Linked DNA regions of Macaca mulatta: region 2 is linked to region 1. Evidence: chromatin contacts called from public Hi-C data. All regions are on one chromosome and are shown on one strand. The core of a region is the stretch at or near the end of the contact, and the rest is flanking DNA. Distances in the headings are between cores, read along the strand shown.

Region 1 (7,310 bases), core at 2,770-5,269:
GAGAAAGGATGGTGAATTCATCTGCCCACCTCCTTCTCATTTTCCATTTCCCTTCATTCAAGGTTCACCCAGTGAGTTAACCTGCCCACACTTCCAGGTTGCATCATCTGGCTCCACCATCTGGCCCCTCAGGAAGCTGGTACCACACCTTATGGTGTGTGGTTTCATCCAAGTCTAAAAGAGGAGGCAGCCTGGTGTGGGTGGGTGGCATTAACTAAGAGAGATAAAGGAGATGGCTGAATATGGAAGGTTTGCATCCCAATATAGCTCATAAGAAAGTATGTTCTGTAAATAGATATGGGTCTGGCAGAGTTGAGAACCACCTCAGCACAGTTTGAACTGTTGGTGTAATATCTTTCTCTTTCACTAGCATGTGAGCTCCATGAGGACAGAGACAGTATCTCCTTCATTCAAGTTGAATGTAGACCATCTAGCATAGCGTATGACACACAATTGTTGGATCAATATACAGTTGTTGAGTGAAAGGTCCAGAGTGGTAGGAATTAAGAAGAGGCAGGAAACGGTCATGACATAAATAGCCTTACACGTCATACCAAGGATGCTGAACTTGTATTATGTAAGTGGTGTGGAACCTCTTAAGTCATTTCTGTATTAAGACATGATCACGTTGGCATTTTGGAGGAACTGGTCAGTGTGAACAACAGCCTTGAGGTGGGAAGAGGAAGGGGCCAGGCAGACTGCTGAGAAAGCTACTAATATTATGACAACCCACGAGAAACTGAGGCAGGAGAAGGAAGTGAAAGGACAAATTCAAGAAATGTTATTAGCAAGCTCGACAAACAGGTATGGTAGGAGGTGAGGAAAAGGAGAATTAAGATGGACTTCAGGCTGGGCGCAATGGCTCACGCCTGTAATCCCAGCACTTTGGGAGGCTGAGGCGGGCAGATCACAAGGTCAGGAGATCAAGACCATCCTGGCTAACACGGTGAAACCCCGTCTCTACTAAAAATACAAAAAAATTAGCCGGGTGTTGTGGTGGGCGCCTATAGTCCCAGCAACTCAGGAGGCTGAAGCAGGAGAATGGTGTGAACCCAGGAGGCAGAGTTTGCAGTGAGCCGAGATTGCACCACTGCACTCCAGCCTGGGCAATAGAGCGAGACCCCCATCTCAAAAAAAAAAAAAATAGACTTCATTTTCTGGCTTGATGGAAGCAGCACTGATAGGGAATCAAGAAGCAGCAGTACATTGAGCAAGTTGTAAATATTATTTCCATGTTGGATACGAGGACTCCATGTGCCTTCTGGACATCCTTGTAGAGATGTTCAGCAAGAATCTCAAGCTGAGGTTCTCAGAGGCAGAAATATTTCAGAGCATAAAGACTCACAAGTTAAAAACCACAAAGGGCAAGAAAAAAAAATCAGAAAGAATAATGGGCTAACAATGGAATAGCAATGTTCATGAAACAAAAGAGAAGATTGTATAAAAGATATAAAAAAGACATGATTACAGGCTGGGCATGGCAGCTCACACCTATAATCACAGCACTTTGGGAGGCCAAGGTGGGAGGATCACTCGAACCCAGGAGTTCGAGACCAGCCCGGGCAACATAGTGAGACCTCATCTCAATTAAAAAAAAAAAAAAAAAGACATGATTGTAGAGCTACAAAGAGAATCAAGTGAGGGATACCACAGACATTATCAGAGGTGCATATTAGGGAGGGGGCAGTCATACTGTCAAATGCAACAAAGAGTTTGGTAAAGTATGAACTGAAAAATACTCATTGGGTTTGAAAACATTTAGGTTACTGGTAACTTTTTCCAGAACAGATCCATCAGAGTGGTGGGGGCAGACATAAGACTGTATCAAGTGGGTTGAAATGAGACAGGCAAGTGAAGTTTTACCTACAGAATGTTGAATTGTCCCCTCTAGAACTTGTTTTATAAGTACAGCTGCAATAAAGTTATAGGGCATTATTTGAAGAATATTATTCTATTTGTTACAGGTTTTATCCATTTATTCTAGGTCTTATCACTGGATCATAGACATCACAGAGAACCACCTGAATGCTGCCTGTTCGGATGACACTGGATTGGTTCCCTGTAATTACTGTGCTCTGCCTGGGTATAGAAGTCACAGGAAACCCATAGCATTTCTTTCCCAGCTGTTTTTGGCAGAGCTGCCTCTACTTCACTTACTCAAAGATCATCCAAGAAAATTTTTAGATAATTGATGGGAAAACCACACAAAATCCAGTGTAAGGGCTATCTCATATGGTCTGGGCCTTTCTGGAACCATTTGAGTAAGTCTATAGGAATATATGATTTCTGTATATCTATGTCCACTTTTCTAGTACCGATCGAATACTCTGATGCTGAATTTTATACATTTCAGTTTCATCTGCAAACTACTCTAAACCTCTTGAAGTTCACTGTATAATGTGAGAAGTAAATCCCTGAGCAACTTACCTGAAATTTGTTCATTTTCAGGTTCTCTTGAGAAAGGGCCAAGAGTGTTGAAAGCAGAGCTGGGTAAGGAAGAATGGGGAATGGAATGAGCAATCTGGCTCACACAGCAGCTCTACAGCTACCTACAAAGACAGCCACACACCCATTTAAAAACACGGTCCTTTGACCAGTCTGATTCAGGAAGCAACAGCTTGAGGAAACGTTCACTTGTCCATTTATAGTTCTAGAATAGTCACATAGAGCTTTTCTTACTGTCAACAAATGTTTTCTACTGAATTACTGAGAATTTATGCCTCCTTTGAAAAAAACTGAAAACCTCTGAGTCCAATTAATAGAAGACTAGGTCAACCAAAGTTAGTATACACAAAGCCTGGAACACTATTTTGGTATTAAAGTGGATTCTAGGATTAAAAGATTTCTTGGAATAGGAAAATGATATTTTGTCACCTACCTACTTTCCTACTAATGTGTTTAGCCACTTGAGATGAGAGAATCCAGAGAGAATGAATGAAAGTGTTTAAGGTGTTTGTCTTTTTGACAGTTTGGTCTTCCTTAGCTGCAGTTTCACAAGAGGACCTTTTACTAAGAAACTTCTTGTGGTAGGTAACTTAAATGTGGTAGATGACAAAGCCCTGACGGTTACTCAAAGGACCAGAATTCAGTTATTGGCTCTGTCGCTAGCAAACTGCATTACTGAATAAAATCTTTACGAAGTCGTAATTTTAAAATAAGATAAATTGGTTTTTAGTCTTTCCTTTACCCCATTGTGTAGCTCTGTAAGGGGTAAACTCAGTAAATCCCACGTGAGGTGATGAACATGGTTGGTGCAGCTCAGAATAAACAGAGGATGGAGATGGTAGGGAATGACATGTATGTGTTTAGGAAGTGATGAAGAGATCATTTCCTTATTTATAACTAGTACGCCTTCCTTCCAACCCAGGACTCTCGCAGATACCTCCAGTGAAGTGTCTTTTCCTGTCAAATCTGGACCCTGCCCATTCCAGCTCACATCCTTCTTCCGAAACGTGATATGAACTTTGCTGAGCTATAGTAATCAATGGTTGCAGGACTAAGTGCATCAGCAGAAGTTCTGGAAAGAGGCTCTGGCTACTTGGACGCGCAAACCTTTCACTTTCACTCTGGCTACTTGGATGCGCAAACCTTTCACTTCTTCAGGCAAATCAGGGCCCTAGAGAGAGCCCGCCCCGTGGCCTGCAGGTCAGGAGCCCAATCCTGTCCTAGCTGCCTCGCCTCGCCTCCCGACAACAGGAAACCCTCCCTCCAAAGACAGGGAGAGCGCGCGTCCACCCTCCGCTGACCCGAGGACAGCTCCGCCCGGCCCCACCGTTCCCTCCGACGCCCGAGTGCTCGGAGCTCGCCGCCAGCCCTTCCTATAGGTTGTGGGTGCACCCGCTTCGCCTGCAGTTCGCACCAGGTCCAAGTCACGGCGGGACCAGGTATTCACGGGCTGAAAGACCCTCACCCGGAAGAGTCTGTCGAACCGGAAGCGCGTCCGGGTGAAAAACAGGAACAGCACATGCGCAGAAAGGCCCCCGGGCCGCCTTTCCCGGGGCTCTCCCGAGGCCCGCGCCGGCTTTCCGGACCACAGTCCCCAGAAGGCGTCGCGGCCGCCGCCCTACCCTGAAGGATCTTTGAAGAGCTTATGCTTTAACTACAGAACTTGGGTGACTGCTGTGAATCACCAATACGAAAAGTAAAGTTTCATATCCGTTTCACCGAAGGCTGTAGATGAGAAAGGAAAATTATGCGAAATGAAAATGACTGCGAAAGATACTCCAGCGGAATGTTAAGGGAATAATACTAACGACCTGCAGAAAATTTCTCGCCAACAGTATACAAAATCGTTGCTGGCTTTCAATACGTGAAAGTTGAAGATAAATCAGAATATCTCTGAAGAAAACGATCTATTAGCTGTAACCCCAATTCCCAGAGATACCTGAGTTTAACATTAGGTGCACATTCTTCTGACAGTTTTACAAAGAGGAACTCATATGGGTCTAATAATAATATTATATGGGTCTAATATTTTTAAAATTAGCAATATAGTTAATATACTTTAATATCACGAATCATCTCATATTCATTGTAATATAGAAAATAGTTTTACATCCACAAGGAAAATACATACAATCATGCATGGTTTAACGATGGGGATACGCTCTGAGCAATGTGTCTTTAGGCAATCTCATCTTTGTGTGAACATCATGGAGGGTTCTTACACAAATCTAGACGATATAGTCTACTACACACCTAGGCTGTATGGTATAGCCTTTTTCTCCTAGGCTGCAGACCTGTGTGGCATGTTACTGTCCTGAATACCGTATGCAATGGTAACACAATGGTATTTGTGTGTGTAAACATACCTAAACATAGGAAAGGTACAGTAAACGTACAGTATTATAAACTTGTGAGACCACAGTTGTATATGCAGTACATCATTGACTGGAACATTCTTATGTTATGCATGACTGTATATGAATTGTATACACATTGAATAAATAGAATTTTATAAAACTTTACTCATTGGAAGGCATGAAAATTTCTGACAAAGTTATGATGTATTCAATTTCAGAAAAGAACAGTTAGCGACTGGTGGTAGCTAGTCTTCAAAGATGGCCCCCCAATGAACTAAACTTCCCAGTATTCCAGGCTTGTATATTTCCCTCCCACACTGATTTTGGCTGACTCTGTGATTCTCTTTAACCAAAAGAATGCGTCAGAAGTGACACTGTGCCACTTCCAGAAAATAAGCCATACATAGTCCTGGAAGCTTCAGCTTTGCTCTTTGAAGAGTCCTTAGACACTAAGACATGCAGCTAACCTGTTAGACCAAATGGAGAAACCAAGAAAAGTAGGAAGTGAGAGGCCCTGAGACCACATGGAAAAGGAGACGCCCATCTTTCCTAACAATGCAGCTATCCCAGCCTTCCAGTCATCCTTGCCTAGAGACATAAGACATATGAGTGAACATTCCAGGCCAGTGAAGTTCCTAGATGACTTCAGCTCCAGATGAAATCATGTAGCTGATCCCAGTAAACATACAGACTACAAGAAATAATAAATTTTGTTGTTTTAAGCTTCGAAATTTTGGGTGGTTAGTTATGCAGCAATAACTAGCTAAACATCAACAAAAGATGATTTCGAAGAATATGATATGAAAAACTGCCATTTCAAATCAGTGAGAAAGGCTTATTGTTAAATAGATTATTGAAAAAGTGATGTGGGACAACTCACTAACCATTTGGAGTAAAAAACTAAGATTAAATTCTCATCTCACACATTATAATCAATATATTTCACATTGACATATAATTTGAAATGTTAAACGCAAACTCTCGGAGTAAGTGATTGTTTGCATTACTTGCTAGGAAAGCTCTTTTACTGAAATTTTATCAAAGCAAAGTTTCCTAGTAATCAAGAAAATGGAATATATTTCTATTCATTCAAGTTTAGATAGTCTCAAATGTTTTGCTACTTTTGTAATTCGGAACATTTTTCTATCTTATTTTCATTGCCATGTAAAAATGACACTGTAGAGAAAATTATTGATCAATGTGGCTATGAAAAATTGAAAAAGTCTTGCTTCAGAAAAAAATAGATTTAAAAAGAAATAAATGGAGAAAATAAAGTGGTTTCACCACATATGAGAAGGATTGAAATAGACTCAATTTATTAACATCTCTTTTAAAAATCTGTAAAGATGAGGATTCAAATTTTTTTAAAACACGAAAAAAGAACACGAACAAGGCAATTAATACAGAAGAATTGTAAAAGAGCCGTAACTATGTATATGAGGTAATGGCCAATAATACTCTAGAGCAAAGAAGTGCAAAAAGTTTTTGATTACATACTTTTTTGGCAGACTAATTTGGCAAAGATTAAATGGAATAATAAAGTATTGGCATGAATTTGGAAAAAATACTTGTTCCCAGACAGGTTGGGTGGGAGTATAATTCCTATGACATTTCTGGTAGACATTCTGTACCCAAATTGAAGATTTCACGCCTTTTATTCCAGCAACTCAGCTTCTAGGAACATCTTAATGAAATAATTAAATCAGTACAAAAATATGCATATCAAGAAAGTTCCTTATAATGGTTTTAATCATAATCTTTTTTTTTTTTTTTTTTTCCGTAGACGGAGTCTCACTGCGATGCCCAGGCTGGAGTGCAATGGTGCCATCTCGGCTCACTGTAACCTCCACCTCCTGGGTTCACATGATTCTCCTGTCTCAGCCTCCCGAAAAGCTGGGGTTACAGGTGTTTACCACCATGCCCGGCTAATTTTTGTATTTTTAGTAGAGATGGGATTTCACCATATTGGGAACTCCTGACCTCAAGTGACCCACCCACCTCAGCATCTTAAAGTGCTGGGATTACAGGCGTGAGCCACTATGCCCAAGCCAATCATAATAATTTTTTAAAAGGTAGAGGGAAGCAACCAAATGTCCACCAGCAATGTGAAGGTGAAGGTAGAATATAAGTATGTAGGGTCCAGCCCCACAGGGTTGATGGGTTTTTCACCCCGTGCGCGGAGACGAGAGATTGTAGAAATAAAGACGCAAGACAGAGATAAAAGAAAAGACAGCTGGGCCCGGGGGACCACTACCACCAAGACGTGGAGACTGGTAGTGGCCCTGAATGCCAGGCTGCACTGATATTTATTGGATACAAGACAAATGAGCAGGGTAAGGAGTGTGAGCCATCTCCAATGATAGGTAAGATCATGTGGGTCACGTGTCCACTGGACAGGGGCCCCTTCCCTGCCTGGCAGCTGAGGCAGAGAGAAAGAGAGGAGAGAGAGAGAGACAGCTTACGCCATTATTTCTGCACATCAGAGACTTTTAGTACTTTCACTAATTT
Region 2 (7,310 bases), core at 2,446-4,945, 990 kb after region 1:
CTAGCCGGGCGTGGTGCCGGGCGCCTGTAGTCCCAGCTACTCGGGAGGCTGAGGCAGGAGAATGGCGTGAACCCGGGAGGCGGAGCTTGCAGTGAGCCGAGATCGCGCCACTGCACTCCAGCCTGGCCCACAGAGCGAGACTCCGTCTCAAAAAAGAAAAAATTCAGATGGTCTATGGTATGAATCATTATGAAGACAAAGCAGGGTAATATGACTGTGTTTGTGTCTGTGTGTGTGTTTAGTGCTTTAGAAGTTCTATGTGAGGACGAGACATTGCAGCAGAGAGTTGAATGGCAATAGAGAGCAAGCCAGGAGGAAAGAAAATTCTAGATAAAAGGAACAACAGGTGCAAGGTCCTGAGGCAGGAATGTGCTTGGTGTGTTCAGGAATGTTAGTGTGACAGGGGGTGAGAAATAGGGAGAGATATATCACTTGAGATCAGGGAGGGGAGCAGAGACCAAATCAATTAGGGTCAGAGTAGTTTGTTTTTTTTAATGGAGTCAAGGTCTCACTCTGTCACCCAGGCTGGAGTGCACTGGCACAATTATAGCTCACTGCAGCCTCGAACTTCTGGGCTCAAGCAATCCTCTCACCTCAGCTTTCTGAGTAGCTAGGATTAGAAGTGTGGGCCACCACACCCAGCTAGGGTCTGAGTTTCATCCCAAATGCAATGGGATGCCATTCGAAGCTGTCTAGTTTGGAAGTTTTTTGTTTTTTGTTTGTTTGTTTTTGAGATGGAGTTTCACTCTTGTTGCCCTGGCTGGAGTGCAGTGGTACGATCTCAGCTCACTACGACCTCTGCCTCCTAGGTTCAAGAGATTCTCCTGCTTCAGCCTCCCAAGTAGCTAGGACTACAGGTGTGCACCACCATGCCCAGCTAATTTTGTATTTTCAGTAGAGACGGGGTTTCACTATGTTGGTCAGGCTGGCCTCAAACCCCTGACCTCAAGTGATCCAGCTTCCTCGCCCTCCCAAAGTGCTGGAATTACAGGTGTGAACCACCGCACCTGGCCTAGGTTGGAAGTAACATGATGTAATACATGATTTTTCAAGGATCCCTCTGGCTACTGTATAGGGAGTGCCTTATAGAGGACCAATGGGAGAGAAGCAAGGAGAGTAGCTAGGAGACAGGTGCAGTTGCTGAGGCAAAAGGCCATACAGGTGTGAGCATTTCATCTTTGGGTTCTCAGCATCTAACACAGTATTTTGTTATTTTTATTTAACACACATATATATATATATGAGATGGAGTCTCACTCTGTCACTCAGGCTGGAGTGCAGTGGTGCAAGCATGGCTCACTGCAGCCTTGACCTCCCCTACTCAGGCAATCCTCCCACCTCAGCCTCCTGAGTAGTTGGGAATACAAGCAGGCGCCACCACACCAAGCTAATTTTAAAATTTTTTGTAGAGACTGGGTCTCTGCATATTGCCAAGGCCCGTCTTGAACTCCTGGGCTCAAGCAATCTCTCAGCCTTCCAAAGTGTTGGGATTACAGGCCTGAGCCACTGTGCCCTGGTGGAAAGGAGATTTTTTTTTTTTTTTGAGACAGAGTTCCACTCTTGTGGCCCAGGCTGGAGTGCAGTGGCATGATCTTGGCTCACTGCAACCTCTGCCTCCTGGGTTCAAGTGATTCTCCTGCCTCAGCCTCCCGAGTAGCTGTGATTACAGGCGCCTGCCACCATACCCGGCTCATTTTTTGTATTTTCAGTAGAGACGGGGTTTCCGCTATGTTGACCAGGCTGGTCTGGAACTCCTGACCTCAGGTGATCCGCCCGCCTCGGCCTCCCAAAGTGCTGGGATTACAGGTGTGAGCCGCCGTGCCAGGCCCGGAAATGAGATATTTTATTTTTAAATTTTTAAATTTTTACTTATTTTATTTTTATTTTTTATTTTTTTTGAGACAGTTTCGCTCTTGTTGCCCAGGCTTGAGTGCAATGGTGCCATCTCGGCTCGTCGCAACCTCTGCCTCCCGTGTTCAAGCGATTCTCTTGCCTCAGCCTCCCGAGTAGCTGGGATTACAGGCATGCGCTACCATGCTCAGCTAATTTTGTATTTTTGGTAGTGACCGGGTTTCTCCATGTTGGTCAGGCTGGTCTCGAACTCCCGACCTCAGGTGATCTGCCTGCCTTGGCCTCCCCAAGTGCTGGGATTACAGGCATGAGTCACTGCTCCTGGCGGAAATGAGATATTTTAAATAACATAAGTAAACAGAAATATATCGTGATTTTAATGGTAATTCATGCTCTGAAAAGGAAGAAAGGAATAGGAGTAGGGAAAGCTGGGATCAGAGTGGGCGGGAAGTTAAATAGAGCAATTAGGGAAAGCCTCACTGAAGAAGTGACATTTGGACAATGACCGTGGGGAGATTAGGGAATGCGTTATTTGAATTTTCTGGGAAAATAGTGTTCTAGGCAGAGGAAATAGCAAGTCCACGATCTTTAAGGCCAGAGTGTTCTAAGCACATTGGAGAGGCCCAAGAAGTCCACTGTAGCTAAATTACAGAAGTGAGTGGAAGAGAAGAAGGTGATGAGTTTAGAGAGAGAAGGGGAGGGCAAGAGACAGGCTGTACGGGGCTTTGCAGGTTACTGCAAGAATTTTGCAGGAGGGACATAAACTGACTTGATTCTTATCAGGATCCCTCTGGCTGCTGTGTTGAGTATAGTCTCTAAGGGGAAAGAGGGAAGCAGGGAGAACACTGAGGAGGCTGCTGCAGCGGTCCAGGTGGGAAATGGTGGTGCTGACCGTGGAGGGGGTAAGTGGTCAGATTATTTTATTTTATTCACACTCAACATATCTAATACTGATTCAATATTATCTAACACACGGTCTACATTGAAATTGCCCCCCAGATTCTTTTTACATAAAAAAATCATCCTGAATCCAATCAAGTCTCACCTATTGCGTTTGGTTTTCACCTCTTTCATGCTGTCATATTTTTAAGACTCCAGGCTTGATGTTTTGTAGAATGTCCCATATTCTGAATTCGTTTATTTTTTCATGGTTAGATTAAGGTTAGCTTTGTGTGTGTGTGTATGTGGCAAGAATACGACAGAGGTAGCAATATGCTTTCCTCACTGCATCATATTAGGAGACACATAACAACAGTCCTGACCCATTTACTGGTGGTGCTAAGTTCCATCACTTGGGTAAGGGGGTGCCTGCCAGATCTCTCCATTTTAAAGCATAAATACGCTGTTCTTTATTGTAAGTCATAAATACGCTGTGGGATGATACTTCGGGACTAAATATACCGTGAATATACTGCTGCCCAACAACATTTCATCCAGCGACTTCAGCAGCTAAGGAACAGCCTCGTGGCTTCCGACCTTGTGCCTCAGTTCGCTCATCTGAAAAATGAGGATGATCATGGTCCCTAAGGGATGCTTGTTTTGAGGATCCGTGCTTGGCATACCAGAAACGCTCCACAAATGTTAGGTATTACTGGACGAAGGCAAATATGAAAAAAATTAAGGGCAGGGCTAGGGCTGCATTCCGGTTCTCCGGATCCCGAGGCAGCTCCCAGTTTCTGCTGGACGAAAGCTGCCAAACGATCCGACGTGGCCACGCCCTCCGCCGCGGAAGCCAGGGTGGGGACGCTGGAACCCTGGGCCGGCCGCGCAAGGCCCCCTGGGACCGGTAGTGCTGGGCGTGGCCTCGGGACTACATATCCCAGTGGCCCCCGCGCGGCGACTTCAGCTGCCGCCTCAGCCCCTCCACAGCGACGGCAGCGGCGGCGGCTGAGTCGGTGGCGGCGGCGGCGGCTGCGGGCTGAGCGGCGAGTTTCCGATTTAAAGCTGAGCTGCGAGGAAAATGGCGGCGGGAGGTGAGTGGAGATAAAGGAGGAGGCGGCGGCAGGCGAGGGCGTGGAGTGCGAGGCGGAGGGAAGAGGGGCGAGTTCCCCAGGATGCCAGAGCCGGCGGCTTCAGATCTGCCGAGACACTGAGGGGCGCGCCGGCCGGGGGACGCACTGAGGTAGTTTCAGGGTGTCGGGGCCGCGCCGCTTCCCCTCAGCTCGGGGGGCGGCCCGCGGCGGTCGATGGGAGACGAGGCTGGGTGGCAGCCGGCTTGAGGATCCGAGGGGGTCCCCGCGCGGAGGGGTCACCCGAGGAGTTTGCGGGGGGACTGCAGGGGCCCACTTTCCCCTTCTGTCCGTAAAGTTTTTTCTTCCTCTTGCCTCCCCCAGCCCTTTTGAAAGCTCCCCGCGTCCTCCTCCTACTGCCCCGGCTCCTTAGCAGCTATTGGGAAGCACGGGAGGGAGAAGCCGCGGGGACCCCCCCCCCCAACCCCAGCCTCCCAGCCGGGTGAGATTTGGTTGCTGTGTTTCCTCCTGCACTTGGGCATTTAAAAAATATTTTAACACGAATTGTCCGCGGAATTTTCTTGTTGGGCTCGGGTAGGTTCTTAGTTTTCTCGGTAAAAAGGCGTTTTACTACCTCTGGTGTGAAGGCTGGGAAATGGCAAGTGGGAAGTTGGTTGATTAAATTTGGGGTTTGTCTGTCTTTATTACTACTTTTTTTTGCTCCCCGTCTCTTATTTTATGAACATCGACTCAGTTCGTCATGGTTTAAATAAACTGCTTGTCTTGTACCTGCCTTAACAAAACTAGCCATGGGTCGTTGGGAGACTTAGTGGCTTCCTAGGCAGTTTGAGGGCATCTAGGGTGGGAAAGTTAACCGAGAGAGCAGCCGTGAGAGAGCGAGCATCTACCTCACTAGCAGGAGTTTGGGATTCCCAAATGGAATGACAGGGAAGCTATGAGATTCTCTCGAAGTCGAAACTTTTTTTTTCCCCCCTCCCGAATGCGAAGACTTCCTTTTTGCAGTATTTGAGCAGGGCTTCAAAACCAACCTGTTTTTGTTATTAAGCCTGTACGGTAAAGAAACAGGAAGGAGAGTACCAGCTGTCTTGCTGCAGTGGTTATAAATGGAGTTGAATGAGACGTGTGAGAGTGGTAGTAGTATTGAGTAAGATTGCTGCATCTCTTTGATTTAAATGCCTGGCCTCGGATCTGCCTGACTGATCCCTGGCTGCAAAAAAGCTTCAGTATTTGTTGCAGCAGGTTGTTGAGAAGGTGATTGGAGGAATAAAAAGCTTAGGTCTTCAGCGAATGCTGCACAAACGAAAATGTTAATGGAAACCTGTAAGTTTGTGAATTGTTTGTTCTTGGAAATATTTTAAATGTATGCTCATTAAGAATACGGTTCTACCGCATGATATCCAATTGGAAAGGTACAAACACACTGAAAAGTGAAATCTGTTTCACGCCAAACCTCCCCTTCTCAGAGGCGAAGACTGTTACTGGCTTTTAGAATATCCTTGGTCTTTGGAATAATTATTTTAAGATTTTCATTTGAAACCACTTCTGTTGGATACCAAAAGCAGGGAAATAAAATGAACAGAAGAAACAGAAAATGTGGGAATACTGTTTTTGCTCTCTTAAAAAAAATGTTGACAGCTATTGGAAAAAGCTCTTCTGAACTTACTCTTTATGTCACCTTATCTATTAATACCGTTAAAGAAATAACAATCTGTGGGGCTTTAGGATAAAGAACTCTGCCAGGGTTCATTGTTTGTATGTAAAATGAAGCCTCTGCTTGTAACATGTAAAATGATATTGAACACTATAGCTCCTGTCACTAGAGGTTGCTTCAGGTTCTGCATTTAAATGAGCAGTAATCTAAATTGCCTGTGATCCTAAATTATAGGGGCATTTTATATATAGATAGAAATGACTTAATTGTCCAATCAGCATTTAAAATAAAAGAGGCATATACCAGCTTTTCCCACATAGAAGATGGGGATTGTGGACTAAGCAGGAGGCTGTAATATTTCTAGAGCAATTATAGGAGATGTTTCTACCGTATTTAACTACAAAGGCTTTGAAAATGTACAACGACTTGAGCATCAATAGCAGTATTTATATTTTTATATTTCAGAATCGTTGTTTTAACAGTTTGCCAACACTAACAATTTGTTAAGGAAATTCAGTGATATTAGAGCTAGGTTGTTAAAGATTATATTAAATAATTTCACTATATTTTGAAAATGATTATGCTGTGCATTTCCTTCTTTGTATACAAATTATTTCTAAAAAGTGCCACCCACCTCCTAAGCAAATAAATTCAAATTCAGTAAGGAGTGAAGTACTGTTGCACCTGGGACCCTTTTTCTAGGCGATATGCAAATAAAAAGTAGTTTAAAAATGGTTGCTTACTAATGTCTTCTTGATGGTCTTTTGAAATAAGGTTTCTTGCAGGGATATAAGAAATAAGGTTTCTTGCAGTTTCTTAAAGATAAAAGCTAAGTGTGGCTTTTCTTTCTTTCTTTCTCTCTTTCTTTTTTTTTTTTTTTTTAATGAATTAAGTTCTTCCTGCTGGGCGCAGTGGCTCAGGCCTGTAATTCCAGCAGTTTGGGAGGCCGAGGCAGGTGGATCACGAGGTCAGGAGTTTGAGACCAGCCTGGCCAATATGGTGAAACCCCGTTACTGCTAAAAATACAAAAATTAGCCGGGCGTGGTGGCAAGCACCTGTAGTCCCAGCTACTCAGGAGGCTGAGGCAGAAGAATGGCTTGAACTGGGAAGGCAGATGTTGCAGTGAGCCGAGATTGAGCCACTGCACTCCAGCCTGGGCGACAGAATGAGACTCTGTCGCAAGAAAAAAAAAAAATTCAGTCTTGTGCATTAACAGTATGATTCTGGAATAATTCCTTTTAACTTGGAGTACTGTAATTGAAAAGTCTTTTAAAAAATAATTTAAAAATAAATTTTTAGTTTGGACAATAGGGTAAGATTTAAAAAACTCTGCTATTATCCTATCCCAAATTGATGGTTAAAATAAATGGCTTTGGGGTTTGTTTTTGCAGGCAGGGATAGTTTTTTTTCTTTTTTGAGATGGAGTTTTGCTCTGTTGCCCAGCCTGGAGTGCAGTGGCATGATCTTGGCTCACTGCAACCTCTGGGTTCAAGCAGTTCTCCTGCCTCAGCCTTCTGAGTAGCTGGGATTACAGGCGTGCGCCCTCACGCCCCGCTATTTTTGTATTTTTAGTAGAGTCAAGGTTTACCATGTTGGCCAGGCTTGTCTCAAACTCCCACCCTCAGGTAATCCACCTGCCTTGGTCTCCCAAATTGCTGAGATTACAGGTGTAAGCCATCACGCCAGCCTGCATTTTTAAAAACTATTTAATTTCACACTTTGGCCAGAGGAGGTAGAGTACTTTTGAAAACTTTTAATTTGTTGCAAGTTTAGAATGCATATAGCGGCCAGTGACTTTTGGTCTACAACAGCAAATTTGTCACAATTTAATACAATTG

Evidence for each region. A called contact is a pair of places that touch in the nucleus more often than the background predicts.
Region 2: a contact with region 1 is called in a Hi-C map of liver, with 11 times the contacts expected there. The contact joins the promoter of NCOA3 here to the promoter of ZNF334 in region 1. A contact is called at or near these places in 2 of 14 Hi-C or Micro-C datasets (cortical neurons and liver).

The regions. Positions count from the first base shown.
Region 1 is chr10:99,326,433-99,333,742 of T2T-MMU8v2.0, forward strand. ZNF334 (zinc finger protein 334) reads right to left here and starts at 4,020. Exons shown (of 11, transcript XR_013400014.1): 1 at 3,911-4,020; 2 at 2,428-2,486.
Region 2 is chr10:100,315,096-100,322,405 of T2T-MMU8v2.0, forward strand. It overlaps NCOA3 (nuclear receptor coactivator 3), which reads left to right and starts at 3,696. Exons shown (of 23, transcript XM_015148801.3): 1 at 3,696-3,824.